Regions from separate parts of the Macaca mulatta genome. Here region 2 is linked to region 1. A link is a contact called in public Hi-C data. All regions are on one chromosome and are shown on one strand. Each heading gives the region's core, a stretch centred on a gene start, on an enhancer-like site or on the middle of the called end of the contact. The rest is flanking DNA. Distances are from core to core; before and after follow the strand shown.

Region 1 (6,067 bases), core at 2,508-5,007:
ATGGACATTGACAGGTCAATTTAACCCGAGACTGTATGCAAAATGGCATGTATAGTATGTGCATTCTTCTGGAAGCTCTTCATATCCTACAGTATCGGAGGCAGCACACAGAATGGTGGAGAGTCAGGCTGGAATCCAATCCAAGCAAACAGGAATCTTGGGCAAATTACCCAATTCTATGGAACCTCCTCAGGTTTCTTATCTGTAAAAAGAAGCTAGTTCCTACCTTACAGGGTTGATAAAACGAACATGTGGGAGAAAGCTTGATGATGGAGTCAGTCAAATGATAGCCAAGCATTTTATATCCTGAATATTGCTTATCAAAAATCATTACAAAGAACAGATCCAGATCTAGAAGGAAATTCTGCTAGGCCAAAGAGAAATACGCCTGCTCGAGATCCAAGGTAAAAATTAAAATTCCCCGGGCTCTTTTCTTGAGAACTAGTATCTTACGGGATTAGAGGAGGAAACAGAACCATACTCGGTCATGCCCCACACCAAGTCTAGGTATTACTCGGAGTCTGCACTGACAGCTGGGTCCCTAGAAATAAATTCTGGCCAATTTCAGTCTTTTATTTTTACTTTTAAAAACATATCTACCAAGTCTGTATGATGTAAACTTTTGCTTTGTATTTGTACTCAACAACTTTCTTTTTTTTTTTTTGGTTTTTGTTTCTGAGATGAGTCTCGCTCTGTCGCCAGGCTGGAGTGCAGTGGCGTGATCTTGGCTCACTGCGACCTCCACCTCCTGGGTTCAAGCGATTCTCGTGCCTCAGCCTCCTGAGTAGCTGGGACTACAGGTGCACACCACCATACCCAGCTAATTTTTGTATTCAACTTTCATCCATGCAGTAGTTTATTTAACAATTACTGTTTCCTATATGCCATGACAAGAGAGCCACTATCCCACCTGGCAAGCATACATCCTGGTGGAGGAAGAGAAAAAAACAAGATGAACGAGATAATGTTCGATGGTGACAAACGTGATGATGAAAATACAATAGCTTAGGAGAAGAAAGTTTTGGGGGCCTGGGGAGTGAAGGAGGCTTCTTTAGATAAAGGTCAAAGGTAGCCTCTCTGAGGAAAGAACATTTGTATGTAGGATAATCAACAGAAATCAAAGTGCAGATCTCCTTATGGTCAAGAACTGGATCTTAGAAGGCAGAACTTTAGAGATGAGAGTACTGAATCATCTCATCTAAACATTCTCCCCAGCAAAATCATGACCAGTTGAGAGATAACGATGTGTTACAAATGTAAAGTACTCCAGATTGTACATGATTTGCTTTTCATTAAACTCAAAGGGCTCTCTCTCTCTGTCTCACTCTCACTCACTGGCATACATGTTTGTTTTCTCCCATTGAGGGCAAAGGGGAAAAGCGTACATGTAAGATAATCTATCGGGAATTGTTCATAACACTGGAAACATCTACAGGAGGACATTACATCTATCATGTGACTCTCAAAGGCTTCAAAGTTAACGAAGATCTTTTATATTTTGGCCACCACCTACCCTTCTACAAGTTCTTTTCCCATCATGGCTCAAACTTTCTTCCCCTGATTATCTGCCATCAGGCCTTCCTTGTATTAAATGTACTCAGAGTCTCTGCAGATACTCCTCTCTAGAATGCTTCATTCTCTATCCAACTCTCCCTTTCTTTCCTTACATAATCTCACAGATCTCAACTTAAATGGCACTTTCCCAGGAAAGCCTTCTCTGATCTCAAAACAGACCTCATTTTGGCCCTCATTTCGTAAGTACTTTTCCTTCACAGTTCTCACCAGAGAAACTAGTTTTCTGTGTGACTATGTGAGTAATGCCTGCCTCTGTCCTGGAACATACGTTCTTTGGGGCTATAAGAATAAGGGGAGAAGAACTTCCTCACTGGTCACCGCAGTTGTCTCCACTTAAAACTGAGACTATGCCATATTACATGCCCCCAAAAATTTACTGAATCAATGAAAGGGGGAAAACAAAAGTTGATAATTAGAAATTTTGCAATCAAAATCCAGGGTTCAAATCATTCTTCTGCCATTTCCTCTTTGACCATTTACTTCACCTCTCTGCACTTCAGTTTCCATACCTATAAAACGGAGTGAACCACAACTAGTATCTTTCAAGGAATTAAAGGCCATACCTAACACCAGAGGGCCCAATTTCACAAACTAGAGGTGAAGTGAATCTCACCAAGTTTCATACTGTTTTGAATCACCATGGCCCTGGACCCTACTCTGGGACTCAGTAAGAATTTTTGGATGGCAGAATAGTAGGGTGAGCAACACATCTTGAGTTAGCTGGGGCGTTCCCAGTTTTGGCAGTCCCTCAATTTCATATAAAACGGGGCAATGGGTCACCCTACACCAGGCACAGATGGCATAGACTATGTGGTACTGGATGGGGGTAAAGCAAAGGAAGTTCTAATGTGGTCTTAAAAGTGGAATGAATGCAAATCCCGCCAGCCAAGAGATTCTCATGGAAGACCCCCTATAGCAGTTTAAAACTCAGACTCCGGAGTCAGAATGCCTGTGTTTAAATGCTAGCTTTGCCTCCGTGCCTGTTTTCTCATTTGTTAAATAAGGATAAAAACAGTATCTCCCCTAAAGTACATAAGATAAACAATACACCCAAAAAAAAAAAAAGTACAGCTATACCTAGCACACTGTAAAGCTCCCCAAATTGTCAGTCGTTATTTCCTTCCCCCTCTCCACTTTTCTTTTTCTTCTGTCTAGCTATCTTTACACATCTGGGAAGCCACGGATTTATAAACCCGACATGGAAGTTTAGCCTGCTTAGTGGTTACATAGGTGTGCTTTGAGAAAAACCAAACCAAACCTGAGTTCGAACTCCAGCTCAGCTTCTTACTAGCTGAGTCACTTTGGGGCCCCTAACTGCTCTGTGTCTAAGTTTCTCTACCTGCAAAGTGGGGAGGAACCCATTGCACTTGCTGAGCTGCGGGGAGGATAACGGATAAAGGGCCGGCTGCTGGGCCGGCAGATCGTCCGTCTTCAATAAATACTGGTTTTAGCCTGGAGGACTCAGGGGCATAGAGCGTGGACATGGGCAGCTCCGGGTTGGACACGGGGGCTCTTGGGCCTGATAATCCGGGGATGCAGGAACCTGCTGTCCCCCTTATGAGCTGCGTAACCTGAGGCAGGTGACTTCCCATCTCTGGGCCTCAGTTTCCTCACCCGTAACCACGGTCCCAGCAGCAGCTACCCATAACCAATGAGGCTAATGCGATCATGCCGGTGCAACGCCCGAGTCAAGGCCAACCACACTCAACGAGACCTTCGACTTCCCACACCTTAGGGGCAAGGCTGGGGCTGCAGATTCCTCAGACTCCCCGGGGGCACCCTCGGCATCGCGGGAGGCGGCCCAGGGCCCTCGGAGGCTCCCGGCCCCAGCCCCGGCTCCCCGCCTCGGCTGGCCAGGTGCCTAGGAAAACGCTCAGGGCGCCAGGCGCGGGCAGGCCTTGCCGCGGGGCCGCTCTCAGGGCCTCGGCCTCGGCCTCGGGTCCCACGCCGGGCTTCGGAGCTGCGCACCCCCAGCATCCCGCGCCCCAACCCCCGCGGCCGAGATTCGGCGCCACCCGCGCATCCAGAGCCCCGAGCGCCCCACTCACCGCCTTCTTCATGGTGGCCGCCATCTTGGGACTGGACTACGGCACGCGGCGGGGAGGGCCGCAATGGCGCGCTTCGTCCTCGAGCGTTCTCTCGCTCCCGGTCGGCCCAGAACTCCCCGCAGAAATACAACACTGTCTCCACATTCCCTCCTCTTGGACTTTTGGCTAATGATTCCAAACGGCTGGGACGTAGGGAGGAAATGTGACCTGGAAAGACTTGGTACATGCCAATTAAAGGGACAGGCAACCCCCGTGGGCCGACATAAACACGGGGGTGTGGCGAACGGCTCCGGCTGCGGGCAGCAGGGTGCGCGTCCCAGGGTACGCGTCCCTCAGCGTGGCGGGGACCAGCTGGGGCAGGATCAAAGGGGAGGCTGGGGGAATTTTTCTGCATCCGTCCCACAGACTTGCATTGAGAAAGCTGACCTCCCTGTAAAAGAGCTAGGAACGAATGGCCTTGGCAAATAGGGTGTGAGACTTACGTGCCATGATAATTCAGGTGGTGTAAAGGAGGAGGCGCTCCTATCTTTTAATGTAATTTTTTTAAAAATTTAGATTCAGGGGGTAGGTGTGCAGGTTTATTACACGGATATATTGCATAGCGCTAAGGTTTGGGTTTCTAATGATCCCGTTGCCCAAGTAGTGAACATAGTACTCCCTAGGTAATTTTTCAACACCTTTCCCCTGCCTCCTTCCCCGTGTTTGGAATCCCTAGCATTTGTTGTTCCCATCTTTATGTCCATGATTACCCAGTGTTTAGCTCTCACTCGTAAGTGGGAACATGAGTGGTTGATTTTCTGTTCTTTGTTAATTCACTTGGGATAATGATGTCCAGCTGCATCCATGTTGCTGCAAAGAACATGATTTTGTTCTTTCTTATGGCTGCATAGTATTCCATGGTGTATATGGACCACGTTTTCTTTATCCTATCCACTACTGATGGGCACCTGGGTTGATTCCATGCCTTTGCTGTTGTGAATAGGCAATCCTATTGATTAATTTACAGCAATATTACTGAACAGTTACTGTATATTCTGACACTTGTATCTCCCAATTAGTAATTTTTTTTTTTTTTTTTTTTTTTTTGGCCTTAGGATCTCTTTGTACTCCTAGAAATTATTGAGGACTCCAGAGAATTTTTATGTGGGTTATTTATCGATATTTGCTGTATTAGAAATTAAAGCAGAATTTTAAAAATGTAGTTATTAATTCATTTAAAATAATATAAAACTCCATTCCATGGTAATAAAAATCACACTTTAAAAATACCTATATTTTCTAAGACAAAAACAAATTGAGAAGACTGTCATCGTTTTACATTTTCACTGATGTCTTTAATATCAGGCTTAATGGAAGGTTAGATTCTCATGTGTACTTCTGCATTCAGTCTCTCCAAATATACTGTTTAGTTGTCTAGTTGTAGGTATGAAAAACCCCAGCCTCACACAAATCATGCAGTTGGGAAAGGGAGGCCCTCATGGATGCCTGAAAAGGTCTCAGGGACTCCCGACGTTCATGGACCACAGCTTGAGAACTGCCCCTGACAAGCCACCTCCTTTCTCAAAGTCCCAATTTCCTCTTTGGTTCAATGAGGGGAATGAGACCTTACAGCACCTTGTGCTCTCCCCACCGAACCACCTAGCCCGCCACGGGCATTGCCTGTTCTCCTGACTGTTCTGGGCTCTCCAGGCCCTTAGTATTGGGACTTTCCAGTGTGTAGCTTATATGTGCTCAAAAAAAGTATTTGTTGAATAAAAATGTTTTTCCAGGGTTAAATTTTAGCACAGGGTCTGGCGCATAGGATATGCTCCATCAGTGACACCTGTTTATTCCAGAGCTCAATGTAAAAGCACTGCAAGAAACAAATGGTGGAGAGGGAGACAGAAATAAAGGGCAAAATTGTCACAAATGGTACCAAGTGCATGAAGGAGATAAATGAGGTGCTGAGGCAGAGCACAGAGGGGAGGGGTGGGGGCCGGCTCTGGAACTGGCCTCCAAGCTAAGAGAAAATGGGAGGCCTCAGCATGGGGAGAGGAGATGAAAGTGGGCCCCAGGGCTGAAGGGCTGAGAGGGAAAGAGCCTGGTGAGACATGGTAGAAAGGACTGAGCAGCATGGAGCGAGGCTGGGGTGCAAGGCAGGGGCCAGATCTGAGTGTGTTTTAGACCTTGGTAAGGCCAAACCGGGGGAGGGAGAGAGAAAGAGAGAAAGAACTCTGACTTTTTCAAACCTTTATTGAGAAATGGCTGAGTTGAAAGGTGAGGAACAATGGAGCATGAATTTTGAGGAAGTGTAATTGTATGGTGGGGACTGAAAGTAGCATAGGGGGTTTCAAAGAGAGAAGCACTTCAATCCTCAAATTCATAGATCTTAGGACCAGAAGGGACCTCAACCTTCATCTATGCTAACCTTTGCCTTTCGCTGAAATATATAATAATGATAGTTG
Region 2 (6,067 bases), core at 1,322-3,821, 2.1 Mb before region 1:
ACTGAGTCTGGGTCCAAGGCCTTTGCTCTGAACAACCATGCTATGTTACTTCTTGTGGATTCATGAGTGTCCCCTCTGTGCCTGGCACTGTTCTAAGTGTAGGGGACAGAGCAATGGGAAAAACTGACAAAACCCCATCCTCAATGAGCTTATGGTCTTATGGGAGGGCAGGGACAATAAACAGAAAAGTAAAATACCAGGGCTGCTACTTGTGACAAGCGCCATAGAGAAACACCAGTCACGGGGGAGACAGGGAGTAGGAGGAACGTTGCAAGTTTAAATAAGGCCATCAGGGAAGGTGTCCCTGAAAAGGTGGCACTGGAACCAGAACTGATGGAGACAAAAGGACACTGGGGCTCTGGGAGAGGAAGTCGTCTGCCTGAGTTCCGCCTACCTCCCTGGAAGGGGTAAGTGGCACAGGCAGCCGGGGCTGCTAGGCGGTTTACAGGACATGGAATCACGTTAAGACAAAAAGGCGGGTCTCTTCTGTGGCTTTCCCTACCCCTCTTACACAGACCCCCTGCCAAGGCAGAGGTGGGTGGGCCTCTTTGGCTCTTAATTACACACCTGGCAAATCTGGAGCTCCCAGCTGGGCAGCACACGCCTACCTCCCAACGAGGGTGGCCAGAACAGCCCACAGGGGAGGTGCTGGGCTCTGGCCAAGCTCAGACCCTCCCTGCACGGCTCCCAGGCCCTGCTGGGGACGCATTTTCTGAGGCAGATGAGTTATCTTTTGTCCTAATCTCCTTTGAGTTCTGATCCCACTCAGATTCTGCGGATTTTACCATGCTGCTGAAGCAACGAGGACAGCTCACGGGGGCCTTGTGACCGTATATATTTACTGCAATGATAACCATTTCTAACCTTAATTTGGGACACACCAGATGCTAGGTATGAACATATCTCATTTTACATTTACATTCTATGAAGTCTGAATTATTAACATCCCATTTTACATATGAGGATACTGAGACAGAGAGAAGGGAATTTGATCAAGGTCACACAAGTGAGTAGAGAGGAATCCAGGGAGTCTGCGGCCAACTCTTCGCCACTGTATACACACAAGCCGCTCCAGTGCCAGGGCCCGAGCTGGGGACAAGGTCAATGTGGCTGACAGACAAGCAGGACAAGAGGCCATTCCAGATGAGTGCAGAGAAGACCCACAGCCATGGGGTGGAAGGAGGCCCAGTGGAGGCATCGGAGGCCTCACAGGTGGTTAGAGAGGGCTTCCTGGAGGCAGGAACAGCTGGGCTGGGCCCTGAACAATCACCAGGAGGTGGCACGGTGTGTGCAGAAGGTGCCCCTCTGGAGAGGATCCCCAAGACCTGTGTGCCACCTGTCGGACTGGAGAAGGCAAGGAAGGAAGCCGATGTGGGCAGGAGGCCTGGTGAAAGCCTGGGTCCAATCCCCATCCGCTCCTCACTGAAAAGGTAGGGAATGCTCAGGAGATGCTCGCTGGGCCGGCGGCACTACGCTGAGGCCCGCACCAGCTCATGGAGTTGTCTTCCAAACTCTTGCTGGGAAGGCGCTATTTTTGGCCCTCTAAAAGGTCAGAAAACAAGCTCAAAAGCCTTCAGGGCTCGGTCTGAGGTCACCCGGTGGTCAATGGAGGGCCCTGTCTGCACCCAGGCAAACAAAGAGGCTCCAGACTGCGAGGCCGGACGCGCTCCGGGCTAGACGCCGGCTCCGCGCGTATGGGTTTGCCATTCCTGGACCGCCAGACTTCATTATTTACTACTATTTTTACTGAAAAAGACCCACTTGGAAGAAAGTGATAGATTTCTTGAAAGGAAAGCTGCTATGACTGCTCTGAATGAAAATCAGTTTTCACTTAGCACCCATGGAAGGTGACAGAAATGAAACATAACAAACAGCACTGTGGGTTCCTTGGCCGCGGCTTCCCTGGGGACGCCTGCTCTTCCAGTTAGATCAAAAGGGAGGAGCTGCGAGCGTCGGGAGGTGTTCAAAACACAGCGAGACGCAGCCAGACCCAGCCAGAAGGCCTGGACAACAACCCCGCGGGCAACGTGAGGAAGTTCAGACCAAGTCCAGGCCCATCTGCAACTCCGTCGGCTGCGCCCCAGCCTGGCTGAGGCTCTGCAGACCCGGGGCTCGGCCGAAGACTGAGCGACCTTGCGTAGAGCGCCATACCTTCCCGAGCCTCAGTTTCTCTGGCTGTCAACTAGGAGGAATGCTTCCTTGGCTTGTAGGGATTTGGGGTTTCGGGGACCCTGGAAGGGCTCGGTCTCGGGCAGCTACAAGTGCAAAGGCGTCCTTGGCGGAGGCGGCCGGCCCCGGGCGCGGCCCTGCGGACGTCTGGGGACCTGGACATCCCCCGGGATCAGGGTCGGGGTGGGGTGCTTACCTGGCGGCCGCGGTAGTCCCCGCGCGCCGTGCGGAGCAGCCGGGCGTCTGGCCTGGGCGGGAGCAGGGCCAGGGCCAGGGGCGGCGGGGCGCAGGGGGCAGTGGAGCCCAGGAGCCAGGTGGCGCGAGGCCGGACCCGGGCGCCCACCCTGCCTGCCGGGCCCAGTAACGCCAGCAACCCGGCCATGGCGCGCAGCTAGGCGCGGCACCGGAGCTGCTGACTGGGGGCGGGTGGGCGGAGCTGACCCGGCGAGGGCCCTCCCCGGCCCCGCCCGCCAGGGGCGCCACGGCACGCGCGGTGGGCGGGGCTGGAGAGGCGTGTGCACATTCCCTTGGCTCACCCTCTAGCTCCCCTCCTCGGGAGAGGGAGTCCAGGGCTGGTGGGCGGGGCTGAAGGAGCGCGCCCCGCCTCCTCTCCGCTCACCAGGCCCGCCCCTTTGGGGGCGGGTGCAGGTCTTCGCAGGGTCTCGGGCTTTCTAACTGCGGAGTGTAGTTCGCGGGTTTCCTTATTCTGCGGGCACAAAGGTGGGCATAGGGCCGTGGCTTATGAGCTTTCCTCCCTGCAGAAATGCGTAAAACCTGAAAAAGATTATAGATATGTTTACGTGTTAGCTCCAAAGAAGAAAATAAATATGAGAATTGACATTAGTGCATGTTTAATGAAAAGTCCTGTAAATGACCCTCATAGATTGTTGGCGTGAATGTAAAGCGAAAGGTGGTGTGGCAGTTTCTTAAAAAGTTAGACATACACTAACCATATAACCCAGCAACTCCACTCCTCGGTAGCTTCTCAAGAGAAACAAGGGCTCGACACTCAAAGACTAAAATGTGAAGACACCAACGTTTGTAGAGAGCTTATAAATATTAGTCAATAATTAGGAATGTCCATAAACTGGGACACACTGTGGCACAAGCCTTCAATGGAACGCTTTGCAGCAATGAAAAGGAACGGACTACTGATACATGCATAACATAAATGAATCTCAAAGCTCTTATGCCAACTGAAAAACTCTAGGCACAAAAGTCACGCATTGGAGGATTCCACCTACACGAAGTGCCCAGAATAGGCAAAATCACAGAGACCTAAAAGATCCGTGGTGGCCTAGGGCTGGGAGTGGGAAATGAGATTGACTGCCAAGGAGCGGGAGGAACGTCTTGCGGGTGAGGGAAGGATCCTAAACCCAGATTGTGGGGATGGTGGCAGCTGTGCAACTAAAACTCGTGGGTCAGTACACTTAAAATGGATGAATTTTATGCTATGTAAATTATACTTCAATAAAGATGTTCCGGCTGGGCGGAGGGGCTCATATAATCCAAGACCGTTGGGAGGCTGAGGTGGGAGGATCACTTGAGCTCAGGAGTTCAAGACCAGCCTGAGCAACATAGCGAAACCCCGTCACTACAAAAATAAAAATAAATTAGCCAGGTGTGGTGGCACGCACCTGTAGTCCCAACTACTCGGGAGGCTGACGCAGAATTGCTTGAGCCCAGGAGGTCCAGGTTTCAGGGAGTCACGATTATGCTACTAAACTCCAGCCTGGGCGACAAAGCGAGACCCTGTCTCTCTAGAAAAAGAAAAAGAATTAGATTTTACAAAAGATGTAACATTCTGTTAGTCAACTGCAATTCAACTCAACGAAGCTCTTACACAGGCAAAGAAATGATATGAAACATATGTGCATTTAGAAATGTTTATTACATAAGATGGAGTTATAGCTGTGAAAATAACAGGGTCTGTTGGAGGGAGGTCCCAAAGTGCCCCTGGATGAGAGTGCTTCTGTTTAAGTGCCTGCAAGAAGTTGGGGAAGAGTGCTTACAGGTGCAGATTGTCTGTCAGGTTGGCCCTATCAGTCCAGCTGTGTGATTTGGAACTAGTGACTCAACCTCTCTGAGCCTTGGTCTTTTCATGTGTAAAATGAAGATGATAATAGTTTTCCCCCATGGGATTGTTGAGATAATTCTTTGACACAGTTCTTGGAAAGGGCTTTGCTCAGTGCCTGGTGCACAGAGAGGGCACACACGTTAGCTGTGATGTTGTAGAAACAGCTTGCCTGAAGCCCCTCTGTCAGCCGGTGACAGTGCCACCTCCAGATGGCATCTGATCTCAAGTTCCTCACTGTTCCCATCATTTTCTTTTTCTTTTTAGACAGAGTCTTGCTCTGTTGCCCAGGCTAAAGTGCAGTCTTGGCTCACTGCAAGCTCTGCCTCCCGGGTTCACGCCAGTCTCCTGCCTCAGCCTCCCGAGTAACTGGGACTACAGGCACTCGCCACCACACCGGGCTAATTTTTTGTATTTTTAGTAGAGACGGTGTTTTACCATGTTAGCCAGGATGGTCTCGATCTCCTGACCTCATGATCCGCCTGCCTCAGCCTCCCAAAGTGCCCACGATTTTCTTGTCACCAGGCCTTCTTCATTCATTTAAGTTACCTGCCTGGGTTTAAAGGGCAGTTGAGTTTGTGATTCATGCTCTACGCTTATTAGAGAAGAGAAAAAGATAATTTTGTTTTTCCCTTTAAATTTGACGGTAAATATAATACTGTAATTATAGACTTTAGGTTATTTTTTTCTTCTAAATGTGAAGAAACTTTTCCTCTTAACAAAATGTATTGGAGCTGCTGTCTGCCTGAACTTGTGACAGTTTTGTTTTTTTTTCTTATGATGTCAGCTCTCTTTGTCTCTTTGGAGCAGCAGCTCATGCAGGAGCTATATTTATTTTAATTTCTTCATTTTCATGAATAGATAATGTATTCTCATGGTTCAGATTTTTAAAGGTACAAAAAGTCTACACAATGACAAGTTTCCTTCCTATCCCAGTGACCGGTTCTCCTCATTTTTTTCTCTCTAGAGGCAAACACTGTTACCAGTTGCTTGTGCATATCCTTCTAGAGAATTTTACACGTGTGCAGGCAAATTCCCACAAATGGTTTTCATCGCTATTTTTACCCAAGTGGGGCATAGTATACACAATGTTCTTCACCTGGACTTTTTCGCTTCCAATATATTTTAGAGTTTTCCGAATCTGTACACAAAAATCTTCCATATTCTTAAAAAAATCTGCTTAGCATTCCAGTGTATTCCAGGGTGCTGTAATGCATTTAACCAATCCCTTGTGGGTGGACAATTAGGGTATTTAGGGTATTTTCCAGTTCTTGTGATCATAAACCATGCTGTGATGAACCAGTGGGTACTTCTATCATTTGCCTTGTCTAAGTATACCTATGTAATACATTCCTCAAAGTGAAATTGCTTAGTGAGAAGATATGTGTATTTGTAAATTTAAAGAAATGGCAAAATTTCACTCCATAAAGGTTGCAGAGTACAGCAAATGAGAGGGTTTTTTTGTTTGTTTGTTTGTTTGTTTGTTTTGAGACGGAATCTTGCTCTGTTTACCGGGGCTGGAGTGCAGTGGTGTGATCTCAGCTCACTGCAGCCTCTGCCTCCCAAGCTCAAATGATCCTCCTGCCTCAGCCTTCTGAGTAGCTGGGACCTCAGGAGTGTACCACCATGCCTGGCTAATTTTTGTAATTTTAGTAGAGATGGAGTTTCACCATGTTGGCCAAGCTGGTCTCAAACTCCTGGCCTCAGGTGATCCACCCGCCTGGGCCTAACAAAGTTCTGGACTTACAGGCATGAGCCACTGCGCCTAGCCAAGAGTGTCTATTTATCCTGACTCTAAATGGTGTCTTTAGCAGAGAAATGTAG

Evidence for each region. Hi-C and Micro-C count contacts between places; a contact is called where the count stands out from the background.
Region 2: a Hi-C map of fetal cortex germinal zone shows a contact between it and region 1, with 3 times the contacts expected there. The contact joins the promoter of FAM210B here to the promoter of PFDN4 in region 1. A contact is called at or near these places in 2 of 14 Hi-C or Micro-C datasets (fetal cortex germinal zone and fetal cortical plate).

What each region holds. Positions count from the first base shown.
Region 1 is chr10:107,034,036-107,040,102 of T2T-MMU8v2.0, reverse strand. PFDN4 (prefoldin subunit 4) reads right to left here and starts at 3,757. Exons shown (of 4, transcript NM_001266117.2): 1 at 3,624-3,757. The coding sequence starts at 3,647.
Region 2 is chr10:109,124,902-109,130,968 of T2T-MMU8v2.0, reverse strand. FAM210B (family with sequence similarity 210 member B) reads right to left here and starts at 2,571. Exons shown (of 3, transcript XM_001090987.5): 1 at 2,366-2,571. The coding sequence starts at 2,551.